3 separate regions of the Mus musculus genome follow, and regions 2 and 3 are each linked to region 1. A link is a contact called in public HiChIP or PLAC-seq data. All regions are on one chromosome and are shown on one strand. Each heading gives the region's core, a stretch centred on a gene start, on an enhancer-like site or on the middle of the called end of the contact. The rest is flanking DNA. Distances are from core to core; before and after follow the strand shown. Region 1 overlaps Ltbp1 (latent transforming growth factor beta binding protein 1). Region 2 overlaps Ltbp1 (latent transforming growth factor beta binding protein 1). Region 3 overlaps Ltbp1 (latent transforming growth factor beta binding protein 1).

Region 1 (3,693 bases), core at 688-3,187:
AGATGGGCAATGGTTTCATATTATACATTACATTCATATTTGGTAACACACACACTCACATGTGTGCATGGGAATGTGCACTTGCATGTGCACTCGGGCACACACATACACACATACACACACACACACACACACACATGCACACACACACAAACATACAAACGCGCAGAGATTAGGAGACTGCAGACTGGGAACAGTAGTATTTGACTCTAATCTCAGCACTCAGGAGAAAGAGGCAGGAGAAGGATGAGTTCTAAGATGTACTGGGCTATATTCAAAGATCCTGTCTGGGGAGAAGAGGTAGTTAGAGGTAAAACTTTGCAAGTTGTTATTTTAAAAGACTGGAAATTTCTCCAGAAGATGCTTGTGGGTCTTGTAGTCTCCTCTGCTTGGTATGGCTGGGTGATCTTTAGCAAGTGTGGTCCCTGCTGAGGGAATCTCATGGTGGTTCGTTAGTAACACCAGATCCTGGCTCATGTCGGTCTCTGGAGGAAGTCTGCAAAGCAGCATTATGCTTTCTGGCAAGGATTCTGGATTGAAGTATCACAGAACATTCTATTTTGTGGTGCCTCAGGAAGGCACTGCTAAATTACACTACAGAGAAGTTTGACTCATGAAACAATATGATTTCATTCGGCATAATCTCCTGTAATTGCTATTGAGAGCAAAGCTTAATTTCCCTCCCTTTGTGACATTATTAGTTGGCAAAATGAAATAGAACTTCCTCGAATTACATATATACACTTAGGTTTCCTAGAGCCTTGAAGCTCTTTGATTTTGTTATCCCCAACAGAAATTCAAAAGGAACCCATTAAGCATGTAATTACGTGTGCTTTCCACATTGTTCTCGCAGTCTCCAGTCCTCTCTGTTTACAAAGCACATTTAAAATTAAAGTGATTAATAACTAGAGTTACATTATTTCCTTCAACAAAGTGAATTCATATCCCAGAGCATCTTTTACCAACGTGCGCTGAAAACAAAGAGCCAACTGTGCGCACATTAATTTGAGAAGCTTTCAAATCATTGCCCTTAAAGCTTTTCTTCTCTCTCTCTCCTCTAGTGATTCAGTAATTATCTTTTCAAGAGAATGATTTATGGCATATATATACATGCCTCTCTGAAAGCTGCCCCTCTGTCCTCTGCATGATGGAATTGGTATAATCTGTTTCATCTTTCATAACCAGAAATTTAGCTGTGTTTCCTGGTAGATCTAGAGTGTTCTTCATCTGCCATTTGAATGTTTTGCTCATGGAGACAGTAATGAGAATGCCTACTCTTTTGATTGAAGTATCAAATGCTAGACACTTCTCTCTTCCATAGTGCCTTTCCTTACCATCACTCTACCATGAGATAAGAGCATTTAAAATGCAGATGTGTGCAGTATGGGGGGGGTGAGGCTATACAACTCAATAGTAGTATGTTTGACTGGTGTCTGAGTTTAACCCTCAGCACCACTGAACTGGCCATGATGATAACATTTGTAATCCCAGCACTTTAGGAGCTAGGGATAACAAAATGAATAGTTCAAAGTCATGCTCTTACCTATAGTGAATTAGAGGCAAACCTGATCTACACACGACCCTGTCCTCTAAACCAAGTTAGCTATAAGTCTAAGTGCTAAACAATTTTTTGAAAGCTAACATTTCTCGCTACCCCTAAAATCACTTACCAGTTTCATGACTTTACAGATACAAAAGTCAACATAACTGTTTTCTGCCCTTCAAAAACCTGTCCAAGTACTTCAGATTGTGTCAAACTATGTAACCATAAGATGCCTTACACCTTTTAACACTGGTAGCATGCATGCTGGTTTTTTAATAGATGGTTTTGAAAACCTTTTCAGTGATTCACTGTTCTGAAAATACACACAGGGCATTCCTGAGCTGAACAGAAGGTTTGTCATGAGCTGTGGGTAAGATACACGAGTCCAGCAGGTTGAGTAAGCAGGATGTAATTTGCTTAATTCACTTGCCCACCTCACTGAGCTGTAAGTGACTCAGAATGAGCCTCTCAAAGGAGTTAAGAAGGGCTTGCCCATCACCCTTTCTTTTGCTACCATTTTATTATTATCCTGGTTGTTTTACTTGAGCAAAATAAATGAACAGAACTTGTACTGAATTTGGGCAGTGATACTCATTGCTCAAACTTCCACTGACTGGCTCTTTATAGGTAAAATGTCCCCCTAACGTGTAGCTATAACAGAATTTAGTTAGTCTTAAAAAAAATAAATTGCACATTTTTTAAGGATCATATTTGTTGGTAAATGAAACTCACCTGCAATTGCATTTACAAACTCTTTATGAGTGTGTAATCCATGTGTAGAATAGTGCACAGATACAAAGGTAGAGTTGCATGCTGTCTAGTTCAACGCATTATCACGAAGCAAACATACTTGGATAGTTATTCCCCAGGTCAACAAATAGACTATGTCCTGTACCCTACAACTGACCTGTTTCCCCCAGAAATTTTACTTTCTTCTATTCCAGAAGTAATCAGTGTTCTTACTCTTGTAACTATAGATTAGTTTTGTACCTTTAGAAAATTTTCAATTTTTAATGTATTTTCTATGCCTCCTCCTTGCTTATTTTCCTCCTCCTCCCCTTCTTTCTCTGTTCTCTTATTCCTTTTTCTCCTCCTCCTGCACTTAGCAGCATGTGGCCAACACAGCTATTACTCTGACTGCTGTGAGAATGCCATGTATCACTGTTGTTATTCAGAGCCCCCCCCCCCCCCAACTCCCAGGACTTCCCCTCTGCTCTGAAGTCTTCACTGACTTCTCCATACAGTCTTGCTACCCAGCTTTGACTATAGGAAGTCCCTTCAGTTTCATTGTGGTAAGGAAATTCTCTAGAAAGAAATGGAATCATACATTAGGTGATAAGTCTCTGTATTTGGGAAATAATGCAGATAATTCATTGGTACAAACTAAGAATAGGGTCACTCATACATGATAATTTAATGCTATAAAACATTGAATATTTATTTTGTTTCACCTACCTTCCACCCAGATTCTTCCCAAGAAACCAAAGAATCCAAAAATAAGAAATTGGGGACCTTCTCCAAGGTCTTTGCGATTTTTACTGTGCTGTGTGTAGATCATACAGTTTCTATGAACATAATTTTGCACAGGGCATCTCTTTTAACAGAGGTTGCAGCAGGCTTTTGTTTTATACAGAATACCTCTAGTACAATTGCTTTGCTCTAGTACGTTGTTTATCCAACTTTTTCCTTTATTCGTCTTCTGAAATAATTGTGAAAGACTCACATGTTCAGGCTAGCACCTGCATTTTAGGAGTAAACCAAATATTTCCCAGTAGATTCATGTTAAATTTATCTGTATTAGAAATGGACTTGATTTGATAGAAACCTAGGGATCATAGGGATGGATCATTCAGTTAATAAAACGTCATCCACGTAACCTGTGAAGCAAATTCCAACTTCTCTGTGAAACAGACCAGACTTACTGCCTTTCTTATGTGTTCCTCTGGAGGGGGCAATACCTAGGAATTGTTGATTCTTTTGATGCCAGTGAGAATTTTATAGTGAAGGTAATGTTTCCTGAGTGCCTCTGGGTAGGCAAGGGTGTGCTTGGACTTGGTGAAAAGCAAGAAGGTACTGAGCAAAGGAGGGGAGATATAAATGAAAAGTTGGTAGATGTATTCTTAAGGGAACATCAAGAATGGAGATCAGCT
Region 2 (3,693 bases), core at 324-2,823, 110 kb after region 1:
CTGCAGGCACCTTCACACACATGGCGTACAAGAGCTCGCGCACGCGCGCGCACACACACACACACTTACTCACTCATGTACACTAGATTCAAGTCAGCTGTGTTTTCTAATGTAATCAAATTCAAAGGCTCTTATAAAATATATAGCTACCTAATAGCTGATCATGAATCCACGGATGTAGAAATGATTGTTGTTATACAATTTTCTCTTCTACACTGCTGCTCCATAAACATAAAGATCAAGCCAGTGAGCAGAGAGTCTCATCTGAACTCCAGCCCTGGTTCTGAGGTTGGAAGGATGAGAGTACAGGGTTCTGCATTCTGACAAGTCTTGGTGAACATGCCTCCAGTGTATGTCCAACAGCTAGTGAGACACTGAGCAGCATCTGAGGAGGTTCAAACCTGCCCTCACAATGATAGTCACTAGTGTTTCAGAGGAACCAAAGAATGTGCGCGTTTTAAAACTGCATGCTCGGAACGCTGTCTCTGAGTCCTCTAAACGCACGATTTCTGCATTTCTAGACTATTGAGAAGGACAGCATTGTCCTTTGTTAATTTAAACTCTGGATTAACCCAGCCTGCCATCGCTGAACCTTCCAGTTTCTGAAGGAGGACCACCCTGTTTTAGGGAACGATTGGTTACTGATGGAAACAAGGCTGGGGGAGTTTGAAGAATAAATCGCAGTGCCTGCCATCAGCTTTGAGCATTAAAGTGCCGTGTAAAGTACAGCTCTGGCTCAAAACAGGCCTTCACACTTCTGGTCCAATAGGTCATAGGCATTAACTCTTGCTCAAGCGGCAAGTCTGGGAAGACTGGCACGTGGAGGCTGTGGGAGTGGCTCATTCCTTGAGCTCTCAGAAGCTAGACTCTGCCTTGTGTGTTGGCACTGCATGGGGGGGGGGAAGTGAGTGGAGGGTGAAGGATTTATGTTAGGAGAACCTCACACAAGAAGAACTATGTTCTTGTGTAATTTTGTTCACTTTGGGGGCCATTCTGGATTTGATGGCAGCCTTCAGCTAGTTAAAGGGGCCAAATGGCAGGCTCGTTTAGGAGAAAGCCCCTGATTATTGGTGGTAAGGTGAAGGGCGTGTGTCAGTGGTGTGGTGGCATGTGCTAACAACCTCTGCCTTCTAGAACTCCACAGGCTTCCCTATCTTGTTCCCACCCTGCCTCCTCTTCTTCCCGTCCACTTCTGCAATACCTTCTCTACCTGCCCTTACAATGTCAGTTGCTGGAGTCTCTTTTGGGAGGACATCGATATTTGATCCATTTATCATCCTGTGAACTGAGAATCTGAAAGGCAAGGCTGTTAAGAAAACCAAATAAGTTCAAACCAAATAAACCACTGTATCCATATTTCAGATGAGAGAAGGGAGAGGCAGGCTTTGCTCTCTGGGAAGTTTTCATGCCAGGCTGGAAGGAACTCGGAGTTATCAGAATGTGGGATCTTTGATTAGACATTTCCTGCTTGGTTTTCATGGGTCTCGGTGCCAGGAATTGTTGAAAGGCGCCCGCCCGGTTGGCTCTATCTTAGATGCACAACCACTGCCTCCTGCTGGAGGAGATGTGGCTGAGGAGGAGTAGCCTGCATTGTCAAGGCCTGCTCAATGCCAGAGTCAGATCCAGGCATCTTGCCTCCAGACTCTGTGGGTTTAGTGTGATCAAGTCCTCGCTCCCCCAGAACTCAAAGTGCATTTGAAATGCACAGCATTTTTTTTTGAAACATGAAAGTAACAGAGTGGCGAATTGAAGCTGAAACCTTTTAGTGTTCCTGTATGGTGTGCTGATGCAGGCAACAGGACGTGGTTTTAGAGTTAGTAGTGAGGGTTGCAAATCAAATGAAAGCAGTGTCAGCCATGCACATTGACGGGCCGGATGGGTCATGGGTCATATATACCCAGTTGGCCAATGATTCTTGCCCAAATAAAGCATAAACTTAATGTTTTTGGAATATATATATATATATATATATACACACACACACAAACATACATATACACACATATATAATATATATACATATATATGCATACATGCATATATACATATATACTGTTGTTATCAAACGAAGATAAACTTTTTTCTGTGAGCAATGAAAGGCAGACACATTTGAACACTAGATTCTATAGTACCCAGGAATCGCCGTGTTTATAATTAGACTATGTAAAGAATTTTACTCCCGATGGATAAATCATTCAGAAAGCCATGTTGTAAGGTAACTGAACATAAGGTCTTGATGGAGAGCTCCCTTCTAAAATGTATGCATGTCAGGTGCTTACCTAATGGGTTAACTAATGGGTTAACTGCAGTGTTGGGAGAGTGCCCCCTGTTGGTAGTCTCTTGTACTACAGCATACATCCACCTTAGAAGCATTCTTGAGAGCTCTGGTATTATTGGTCAGAGTGGCCCTCGCTTTCATTTTTTTGTTACAGTCTCAATGGAAATGGCAGTGGCACAAAGGCACACATTTCAATCATATTTTAATAGTGGTCAGTATATTAGAATTGTTGTCCTTTTAGATTGCAACTAAGCAGTCTGAAGATACAAATGCATATGAATACTGGGGTCACTAACTCTTTTGGGGAACACATCTTATGGATGTGTTTGAGTGACAGAAAACCAAACACCATAAGGAGAAATGAAACTGCCTGTGTCTGGAGCCGACTGATGAGCTGTGATACATCTGTCCAGTGGAGAATACTCTGCAGGCATTTTCTAACTGAAGCACAGCTACAGAGCCTGGTAGAGAATGCTGCTAAGCCATTTTTTAAACTTTTATTACATTTACTTATCGTGTGTGTGTGTGTGTGTATGTGTGTGTGTGTGTGTGTGTGTGTGTGTGTGTGTGTGTAGTGAGATCCTGTAGGTCTGGGTCAACAGGCTTGCCAGAAAACATCTTTACCCATTGAGCCATATTGCCAGCCATAGGCCATATTTTATACAGAGGCATAAAACAACTTGAGTAAACTGTCTTTTGCGTAATACATTCAAAGAAAGAACATGCATAGCTGTGTTGATGGCTTCTTATAAATTTATATCCTTTTCACTACTTGAGTTTGTTTTTAATACATATATATTGTATACAATCATCTCATTTAAAATAAACAGAAATGTTGACCTGAGACTTGAACTCAGAAAGCTGGGACTAGGTGTAATTATGTCATCTCTGTTTCCCGTGTGGGTGTTAAATGAGTGACTGATAAATAGCATGAGATGCATGAAGTGAATATACATGAGGATCCATGACAGTATTACCTAATGTCTCCTGTTTAGGTGGACGCTACCTAAAAGAAAGGATTTTCTTTTCAAATGATTAAGTTGCATAAGCCCTTCATGTACCTGCCTCTTAACACCAGTGTTATGGCCAGTAAGTTATGTGCTTCTCGGGTTGACAAGAAGAGAGATCCATTTCCTGAGATGCAAATCTAAATTGTATATCATTCTCCTGTTTTCACTTTCAACTTCAATCTAAACTTTATATTTAAATTTAAATGTATTTAAAACTATACATTTCTTCCTTCATTTTGTTATTTACCAAACATACTCTCTATAGTAGGCCAAAAAGTTTGTGACGTGTTCACAATTTATGTTTGGAAAGACAGAATTGTGAACTAGGGTGTTTTATTCCTAAATCTGTCTCCTAAATATACGCATGATACTTTCCCTGTGTCAAAATGCTGTAAATCTAATCTA
Region 3 (3,693 bases), core at 322-2,821, 87 kb before region 1:
ATGAGACCTTGGGTCACTGAGCAAGAATTGTTTTGGTAATTGCAATTGCAAAAGTGTTGATACTCAACTTTTATAGAGCTTCTTAAAGCAAAATGCATTCAATTTACAATGTTGTTTTTGTTCCCTGTGTTTCTCTTTCTTTGTTTATAAGAAATAATTATAGGCCATCAGGGGTGCATTGAGTCATCTATTGTCGGCCTGTTAGTACCAGGGACTTAGATGCCTATTGAGGGTTTAGGGGTATGGCCTTCTTTCTCTGCTCTGCTCTCTCTCTCTCTCTCTCTCTCTCTCTCTCTCTCTCTCTCTGTGTGTGTGTGTGTGTGTGTGTGTGTAGGGAGAGATTGAGCTTCCTAGGAGGGAACATGGAGGCATGTATGAACATGAGTGCAATGAGTGCATATATGAGGCCATCAGCAGCCAAGCAGTATGTTGGTCTACAGAGTTTCTTTTCTTTGTTAAAGATGGGCATCTGTAGTGGCTTGAAGCACACAAGTAGGCTGGGCTGCTGTTTTCCCCGTCACAGTGCTAAGATTGCACTTGTGTGCTATCACACCCAGCTTTATTTTTTGGTGTGGGTGCTGGGGCATACATTCAGTACCAAGGCAAGCACTTCATTGACGGCCTTTTTGCCATTCTTTTCCTTTTATACTTAATTTATATTTGTAAAATGTTCTAGTTGACTTTATCCTATGCATTTATCTGTCTTTGGTGCTATAGACGATTTCCAAGTCAGGTTATGAAGGTAACAGACGCTTCAGACGATTCAACTCCTTCGAAGTCGTATGACTTGCACCATGAGTCGCTGGGTGAGAATCACCCATCCCTCTGTCCCTCCCACTTGTCTTCCTGTGAGCTCTGAAGCCTCAGACTCTGTCACCTTGCTCACTGCTCTTCCTTCTTACAGCCACCTCTGTCCCTCTGGGCCATTTCTCATCTCCAAGGACAGACACGTAACTTTTGGGACATTAGTTATACATAGGAAAGACTAAGGGTGAGAGACAAGTAAGAGAATGAGAGGGCACACGGTTTTTGTTTTACATTTTGACTGAGGCAAAAGGAAAGTGGCAAAGTAGAGAGGCATCGACAGACATAGGGAGACAGAATCAAAAGGACAGGGGTCTCTGCCATTCATCAGGACTTAGGGTGATAGAATTTGGGAAGGGAAAGGCATCCAAAGGATGGCTGTCAGGGAGAGCAAGAAGGACGTTTTATAGGGGACGAGTCTATGTGTGAAGGAAGGAAGTGTGGTAGTAAAGATCCTGCAGCATGGCCTGGTTAATCCCTGGCTGTCCATGTGGGTGTGGCTGAAGATGAGGGCCAGTTGTGCCTAAACAGGATAGGTCTTAATTTACTTTAAACAAGTTTGATTTCTGTCAGAACTATTTGTGACAAGAACTATATAGGTGACATAGAATCTTATTTATCAGAGTGAACACTGGAGATGAGCTAAGATCTGTGAAGGAAAGAGCCTCCCCTGAGGCTTGTGGGCAAATCTTGGAATTTGTTGCTTGGTAAATGCATAACCCAGTAGCCGTTTGCCTGTGTAGTCAGCCTTCCTCCTCCACATACAAGCAAGCCGATGCTATTTCTGGGAATGGTGAATGACAGAGCAATGACAAATGTATCCACTCTCTTGCTTTTTGAAAAACAACAAATGTGGAGATAAATAAAACCTAATTCCATTCCAAAATTAAGGGATAGAAAATCTGAGTCACACAAGGCATACTAAGCACTATTTCCTGCAGCCCAGCCAGATGGTGTGGGTCTGGGCAGGTGAGTGCTGATTTCTCTGCCTTCCTCTTCTTGACAGCGAGGATGCCATCTTTGTGAACTCCTACTCTGCCCCCTCTGTACCCAAGGCCATGCCCTGGTGTCTGAAGTGTGTGCTTCAGCTACTAGCCTGGAAACCTTGAGGGAGGTAGAGATCTTTCACATATGAAAAAAAATGACATCAATGTTTTCCCCCTTGGAAGACAAGCTAATGAAGTAACATCCTGGGCCGGAATGTTTCTCACTACCTGCTCGCCCCTCAAAAAGCAAACAAGCAAGCAAAACAAAGCAAAACAAGACAAAAACACATCCACGGGTAAACTATTAATTCTCCCTGCATATTTTAGATCACAATTATCAATTGCTTCCTCCATCCAGCTTGATAAAATGGGTTCAGTGAACTCCTTTTCTTCTTCTCGTTCTCGTTCTTCCTCTCCCTTCTCTCTTGTTCTCTCTTCTTCCTCTTCCTCTTCTTCTTCTTCTTCCTCCTCCTCCTCCTCTTCCTCCTCATCCTTTTAACAGAATCAGAACCTGTCTTCTTTCAAAGATATTTTTCTTTAACGCTTGAGTCACAACAATCCATATCCCATTGTCTGTTGTGGATGGGACACACTGGTATGTCCTGGGAAGCATTCAGAATTGGGGGTGGGGTCTTCCATATGTTTTCTGGACAGATGAGTTCTGGAGGAAGTGTCAGAATGAGCATCATAGAACCACTTGTTGTGGTGACAGGAACATGGGAACAAGGTGTGCACCCTGTTTCTGTTTCTAGTTAGTGGAGGCAAGTGTAGTCATGTCTGCCCCTGAACTACAGTCTAGAATTTTTCCTGAACCTTGCTGAGTGTTCCTTGTCCCTAAACTGAAGGAGTATGTCTGGGTTATTGGCTCTCTTCAGGGTCTATAAAGTCAAAGAAAACTACTTTACAAAAAAAAGCTCAGAGAATGAAATGTCAAAAAGTCATTAGTGTTTTGCTAGTTTGGTTTATAACAGACTGTGTTTTCTTTCTTGAAACACTGGGCCAGTTCCTGTTGGGTGAGTAAACTATTTTTTGGGTAAGAGTCTTCTGACTATAAAATACATTGTATCTTCAGAAATACTGGATTTTATTCAAGGGATGGAAAGACTTTTTTCTTCTATTTGTAAAGAAGAAAATGATATTAAAGGCGGTAAAAATGCAAGAAGGACAATGCAAGATCAAAGGAATACCAAATTCTCAAGATACGGTCTTTTTAAATATATAGCCTTTTTAAAAAATTGTTTAAGAAGTGTTTAAAAATTGCACTCCTTAAAAGGAGTGAGGCAGGAATAATGATTAGGGGAAAAGAGCTGTCATTTTTGTTGTTGTTTGTGTTTGATTGTGGTGTGTATATATATTCCTATGTATGTGGGCATGTGTATGTTCATGAAGTGCAAGTGTATGAAGATCTGAACTTGGTTTTGAGTATTTCCCTTGATTGCAAGCTTTATTTTTTGAGGCAGGGTCTCTCCTTGCATCCAGAGCTTGTAGATTCTGGCCTCTCTAGCTCATCACTTTCCCCGAGGATTCCTTCTCTGTCCCTCACAAGCACTGGGATTCCAGGTGGGCTAAAATACTCACCCGGAGTTTGCTTGCGTTCTGAGCATCTGAACACAGGTCCTTTCTCTTCTTGCCCCACAACTACTTTACCAGCTGAGCCGCCTCCCTTAGTTCTTGGTTCAAAGTAAATCATAGGTTGAATGCATGAGGTAGGAAACTAGACCTGAAATACATGGAGATAAGGGATGAAGCCTTGCATCTTCATGTATGTTCTTTTGGTTAGGCTGTCACTCTGAGCTTAGAACCAAAGTGTTTTTGTCTTTTGGAATGAATGTGACCACTACTTCCCTAAGAGTTATTACATCCAGACAATGATGTACTAACAGTGAATGGATCCTTACTAAGT

The links. HiChIP or PLAC-seq counts read pairs in DNA pulled down with a chosen protein or histone mark.
Region 2: a contact with region 1 is called in a CTCF HiChIP or PLAC-seq map of the NIH/3T3 cell line, with 21 read pairs. The contact joins two enhancer-like sites. A contact is called at or near these places in 1 of 15 datasets of contacts at CTCF or cohesin (the NIH/3T3 cell line), 3 of 484 Hi-C or Micro-C datasets (group 2 innate lymphoid cells, liver and nephron progenitors), 2 of 115 datasets of contacts at active chromatin or transcription factors (embryonic fibroblasts and embryonic stem cells) and 1 of 9 other capture datasets (adipose tissue).
Region 3: an H3K27ac HiChIP or PLAC-seq map of embryonic fibroblasts shows a contact between it and region 1, with 13 read pairs. The contact joins two enhancer-like sites. A contact is called at or near these places in 1 of 15 datasets of contacts at CTCF or cohesin (the NIH/3T3 cell line), 6 of 484 Hi-C or Micro-C datasets (the HL-1 cell line, cortical neurons, fibroblasts and 1 more), 2 of 115 datasets of contacts at active chromatin or transcription factors (embryonic fibroblasts and pancreatic cancer cells) and 2 of 9 other capture datasets (liver and macrophages).

The regions. Positions count from the first base shown.
Region 1 is chr17:75,254,249-75,257,941 of GRCm38.p6, forward strand. All of the region lies in intron 9 of Ltbp1 (latent transforming growth factor beta binding protein 1), which reads left to right. Among named protein-coding and RNA genes, the nearest start is that of Rasgrp3, 180 kb to the right of the region's middle. Within about 2 kb of position 1,938, at least 45 of the 459 cell types and tissues checked have an H3K27ac peak or open chromatin away from gene starts, as enhancers often do. A contact at or near this core is called in the HL-1 cell line, the NIH/3T3 cell line, embryonic fibroblasts and 1 more, where this site is marked.
Region 2 is chr17:75,367,983-75,371,675 of GRCm38.p6, forward strand. The region is part of intron 31 of Ltbp1 (latent transforming growth factor beta binding protein 1); the gene reads left to right. Among named protein-coding and RNA genes, the nearest start is that of Rasgrp3, 66 kb to the right of the region's middle. Within about 2 kb of position 1,574, at least 17 of the 459 cell types and tissues checked have an H3K27ac peak or open chromatin away from gene starts, as enhancers often do. A contact at or near this core is called in the NIH/3T3 cell line and embryonic fibroblasts, where this site is marked.
Region 3 is chr17:75,167,205-75,170,897 of GRCm38.p6, forward strand. All of the region lies in intron 4 of Ltbp1 (latent transforming growth factor beta binding protein 1), which reads left to right. Among named protein-coding and RNA genes, the nearest start is that of Ltbp1, 160 kb to the left of the region's middle. Within about 2 kb of position 1,572, at least 20 of the 459 cell types and tissues checked have an H3K27ac peak or open chromatin away from gene starts, as enhancers often do. A contact at or near this core is called in the HL-1 cell line, embryonic fibroblasts and pancreatic cancer cells, where this site is marked.